2 separate regions of the Canis lupus genome follow, and region 1 is linked to region 2. A link is a contact called in public Hi-C data. All regions are on one chromosome and are shown on one strand. The core of a region is the stretch at or near the end of the contact, and the rest is flanking DNA. Distances in the headings are between cores, read along the strand shown.

Region 1 (2,700 bases), core at 93-2,592, 210 kb before region 2:
AATTCCTATTTATGACCATGATTGGATGAGATCAAAATACTCGACAACACGTTGTACTTAAGTAACTGGATGGTGAATGGATGAAAAGACAGGTAGGCAGGCAGGTAGGAGGGAGACAGGTGAAGTCTGTTTGATGCACTTTTACCTCACCTGCACAGAGAACATCCATGGGGAATCCTGCCTCCCCATGGCCACTCCAAGCCTGGCAGTTCATACTCACCCACCTGACTCAGGCACTCAGGCACCAAGCACATTTGGGGGAAGGAAACAAAATTCAGTTCAGGATAAAGAAATAGGAAATCAGAAGTCCGTGTCTTATTATTATTATTATTGAAAATGCCAAACCCATGTAATGCATAGCATTGTGTGTGTATAGTTAACGGTATTATGTTATGTACTTGAATGTTGCTAAGAGATTAGATCTTAAATGTTCTCACACAAAAAAGAAATATAGGGTAGCCTGGGTGGCTCAGGGGTTTGGCGCCTGCCTTTGGCCCAGGGCGTGATCCTGGAGACCCGGGATTGAGTTCTGCGTCCGGCTCCCTGCATGGAGCCTGCTTCTCCTTCTGCCTGGGTCTCTGTCTTTCTCTGTGTGTGTGTCTCATGAATAAATGAATAAAAATCTCTCTTTTTTTTTAAATCTCTTTTTAAAAAAAGAAATATAATTATGTGACATGATGGAAGTAATAGCTAACACTATGCTGGTAATCATTTGGGGATATTTAAGTGTATCACATCAACACATTGTACACCTAAAACTCACACATGTCATATGTCACAATTAACAAAAAAAAAAGAAAATGCCAAATCCTATCAGAACGTATTTGGCATATGGGTTTCCACTAGAAATAATGTCTCTGATTTCTGATATAGCACACTCTTGGTATATGTGGCTTATATAAGCTATATAAAGCCTTCATATTAACCCTGTAGGTTGGGCATTAACTCTTTCTCCAATCAGGAGAATGTGGTATCGTGTAACTTTCCTAAGTGATCTATCTGGGAAAAAAATGAATTTATTTAAGTGGAAGTCTTTTGCACCTTGCTAAGGAGAGTGAAATATCATCTAAGAGAATCAGGGATTAAATGCATGAAGAACTGTTAGATATCGGGCCTAGCCCTGCAGACCCACTGAGGCTGGCTAGTGGCTGAATGTGGTGGAAGCTGGGTAGAAGTGCTGCTTGCCCTTCTCCAGCATGTTCAGTTGTGTGGGTCAAGATGCAGACTTGGAAGTGAGGTGGATGTAATCAGAGGGGTGTGATGAAGCAGGACAGGGTGGGGCCTGGGGGCACAGGTGAGGAAGGGAGTTCAACAACTGACTGTCTAAAGCTGGACAAGGCAGGAGGCATGCTGTAGTTAAGGATGAATCAATGCACTGGTGGTCTTGTTGGGAGGAGGACACACAAGGAGGTGGAACAGTGATAGGAGTGAGGGATGCATGTTCTGTTCTGAAGGGGTGTCAACAGTGGGCAGAACAGGTCTAGGGTATGACCGTGGGAATGAATGGCTGAGCAGACAAGATCATTGGTGGAGAACTGAAAGCCCTTATGTTGGAAATATTATTTAAAGATGTTGATATTTCCAAGGCTCATGACTGGAGAGTGTTCTAGAAAGTGACAGTGAGCCAGGAAGGGAAGTCTTCAAGGAAGAGAGGCATCTACCCAGGCTTTGTGGTAAAAACGAGGGAGGATGTCCCAGGACAGTGAGTGTTGAGGAAGATACTCATCCACCTTCAGGCCCATAGATACACGAAAAGTCTAGAAAAGACCCAAAGCTTGAGAGGGCAGCAGGGAAAATGAGGTTTCACTCAGATCTGCACAGTCTAATATAGCAGATGCCAGCCACACATGGCTACAGAGCACTTTGAAATGAGCAACTGAATATTTAATTGAATTCCAATTAAGTTAAAATTGAAGCACTATAAATATTTTTTCTGTTAAACACAGCTTTAATGTTCTGGCAGGACTAAATTTCACTTTAACCATCAAAAAACCAAATTTAAATATACCCTAAGTGTAAAATACACATCAGATTTCAGACAGTATGAAAAAAAGATATAAAATATCTCATTAATATTTCTATACTTTTTTCTTGTTGAAATATATTGGACTACATAAAATATATTTTTGCATTTTAGATCTATTGTGTTTGATGAAATACATTTTTAAAAAATATTTTATTTATTTATTATGAGAGACAGAGAGAGAGAGGCAGAGACACAGGCAGAGAGAGAAGCAGGCTCCATGCAGGGAGCCTGATGTGGGACTCGATCCTGGGACTCTGGGATCACGACTGAGCCACAGGCAGACACTCAACCACTGAGCCACCCGGGCATCCTAATAAAATATATTATTAAATTAATTTTATCTGCTTTTTTATTATTGCAGTATAATTGACATATAATGTTATATTAGTTTTACCTGCTTTTTTTCTACTTATTTTAATGTGACTACTAGAAAATTTAGAATTACACCTGTGGCTCACATTATATTTCATTGGGCAGTGCTGGATTAAAGAATGATGATGAAGGGACAGCTAGAAAAGAGGTAGAAGACACAGGGCACTTAGCTGACACCTGCCCAAGTGTTCCAGAAGGCATGGTGGAATGAATAAATAAATAAATAAATAACCAACAGCATGTACTGAAAAACAAAAACAAAATTCAAAAAGAAGGAAGGTTTCAGGGGTTGGCTGGGCTGC
Region 2 (2,700 bases), core at 91-2,590:
TTTGTTTTGTTTTGGCCATGGGAACATGGGAAGCTGCAAATAGAACAGAAAGGTGGTAACTCCAGCTGCTGTCTTGCTACAACTTCATGCCAAGTTCCCTTGCAAAGCACCCTCTAAAGACTGCGTTTTAAACTGTTTTCTTTTTTTTTAAGTTTATTTACTTAAGTAATTTGTACACCCAACATAGGACTTGAACTCATGACCTCAAGATCAAGAGCCACACACTCTTCCAGGCACCCCAAGAAAACTATTCTTATTACATCCTATAGCATTGTGACTTTGTTCCTGCTCACAAAATAATGCACTTGAGTGGAAAATTTAAATAAATTCTAAAAACAGACAAACAAGCCAAGAGATTTAGCTCCATTTCTTTACAATATATTCAGTTGATAGATCCAGAATTTTCTTCTATTAAGAACTCTTGGAAAATATGGGGAATATTGAAAATGCTGGGAATATTGGGCACAGTATAAGTAAAAGAATGAGGAAGTTACCCATGAGCCAGTGCCATTTTAGAAGTCAAGTTTGAGGAAGAATGGGTTAAAATAATATTCCATGTTTTTAGCCAGTAAAAACCTAAGCAGCTGTTCTCAGTCTACAATCTGGAGATGGTGCCCGGCAATTGCTTGCTTTGGGGCAGTGTTTGAGTCTGCTGCCCTCTAGTGACAACTTTTTACAGATTCCTGAACCTTACCAAGAACAAGAATTTAAGCCTTTTTATAATTCATTCTTTGCAGTTTTTGTGCCTACTAAAGATAAAGCTTCCAAATTATTAGAGATTATTTTCTCAGAATCTGAGAAGCTAACTTGTCTTAAGGCTACCAATGTTAAGTCTAGTGACCGTACATGTGTTGTGTAATTTGTGGACACGTTTTCATTTATCTTGCTTGATTGATAGGAGGCTAGAAAACAAAGGTAGAAAATGATATCTGATTTTTCTTTTGCATTTGGCAAGAAAAAGTTGTGCTTTTCTGCAAAGATAAGACCAAAGGATTTAAATTTGCCCTATTTGATGAAGTTATAGCAGCATGAAAGGGTAATGAGATTTTAAAAATCTATTGGGATTTCTAATCTGACATGATGGCCTAGCCATTACTTCCTACTAAATACAACTATAAACCATGGAAACGTGAGAGGCAGTCGAAGAATATTGAGCAATGGTAAGAAGATGAATTGCTTTTTGGGCTCTAGGACCAAAGAAGGAGCAGCAGAGGCAGGATGTCTTCTGTCCTCCCACCCAGCAGAAGGAGGTGCATTTCAGCCTGCAACCCAGCAGCTAGAAGGGGCCCAGGTAGGCTCATTTCTCCCCAGGACTGACCGGTTGGTCATCCTACATCACCAGGAGAGCCCAGCAACCAACAAGAGGGAATCTGTAGAAAATCTGTAAGAGTAAGTGGCCAGAGGAAGCCCTCTCCTCTCAGACCTCTGCTAAGACAGGCCCAGGTGGCCGGGGCGTGAGCAGCGGGATTCTGTTAACACAATAAGTGACCTGGCTGGAGAAGCCCCTTTGTCTCTGTGGACCTGAGACTCCCCTTGCTCCCTGTCCTCTTACATTCACTGGGCCAGCTGGGCAGCAGCTAGTGGCACTGGAAAAGGGGGCCTGAGATCAGCCACCCCCAAGAGACACCCACAGGCTGGGCTGGTCCCTCGGGCAGCACTAGCGGGGGCCTGTGGGAGCCTTAACTGTACCCAATAAATCAAGGAGACCAAGGAAACAGCAAAGGCTCTGAAAATTAAACTGTCCTTAGAACCACAACCCATAAAAGCAGCCCATGGCCTGTGTGCTAAACCTAAACAGGATGGCTCTGTGCTAAAATAAAGGGTTTTTTTTTTTTTTAACTTTTTTTTTTTTAATTTTTAAAATTTATTTATGATAGTCACACAGAGAGAGAGAGAGAGGCAGAGACACAGGCAGAGGGAGAAGCAGGCTCCATGCACCGGGAGCCCGATGTGGGATTCGATTCCGGGTCTCCAGGATCGCGCCCTGGGCCAAAGGCAGGCGCTAAACCGCTGCGCCACCCAGGGATCCTAAAGGGTTTAAATAGGACCAAGATCACTCGTCTGACCAAGAGCCAAAAGTCACGAGTTGAATGAGTCAAGTCACTGAGACAAAGTAGGCATTGGAATTAACTGCTAAGAATTTAAAAGCAATCACCATAAAAGCTCTTCAACAATCAATTACAAGTTCTGTTGAAACAAATGAAAAAATAGAAAATTTCAGTGAGGAAATCCAAGTTATAAAAAAAGCAAATGGAAATGATTGAAATAAAATCTACAGTAGCCAAAAATTTGATAAATTGGACCTCCTCAAAATTAAAAACTTTCTCACTCTCTGCAAGCCCACATTAAGAGGTTGAAAGGGCAAGGTACAGACCAGGAGAAAATATTTGCATATCTGCTGTCTAACAAAGGACTAGTGTCTCCAGTATATAAAAAACTGTCAAAACCCAACTGTAGAGGGGCACCTCGGTGGCTCAGTCGGTGAAGTGTCTGCCTGCAGCTCAGGTCATGATCCCAGGGGTGGGATCAAGGCCCCATAGGGGCTCCTTGCTCAGGAGGAGCCTGCCTCTCCCTCTGCCCCTCCCTCTGCCCCATCCCCTTGCTTGTGCTTTCTTTCTTGCTCTCTCAGATAAATAAATCTTTTTTTTTTTTAATAATCTGTTGGGCATCAAAAAAAATCCTGGCCCTTTTTTCTTTTCT

What was found. Hi-C and Micro-C count contacts between places; a contact is called where the count stands out from the background.
Region 1: a contact with region 2 is called in a Hi-C map of skin fibroblasts, with 3 times the contacts expected there. The contact joins two enhancer-like sites. A contact is called at or near these places in 6 of 9 Hi-C or Micro-C datasets (amygdala, blood and skin fibroblasts).

What each region holds. Positions count from the first base shown.
Region 1 is chr24:16,675,858-16,678,557 of UU_Cfam_GSD_1.0, reverse strand. No RefSeq gene overlaps it. Among named protein-coding and RNA genes, the nearest start is that of GPCPD1, 79 kb to the right of the region's middle. Within about 2 kb of position 1,342, at least 2 of the 20 cell types and tissues checked have an H3K27ac peak or open chromatin away from gene starts, as enhancers often do.
Region 2 is chr24:16,463,956-16,466,655 of UU_Cfam_GSD_1.0, reverse strand. All of the region lies in intron 2 of SHLD1 (shieldin complex subunit 1), which reads left to right. LOC119865581 (cytochrome c oxidase subunit 7B, mitochondrial-like) reads right to left here. Exons shown (of 2, transcript XM_038572970.1): 2 at 1-33. Among named protein-coding and RNA genes, the nearest start is that of SHLD1, 21 kb to the left of the region's middle. Within about 2 kb of position 1,340, at least 2 of the 20 cell types and tissues checked have an H3K27ac peak or open chromatin away from gene starts, as enhancers often do.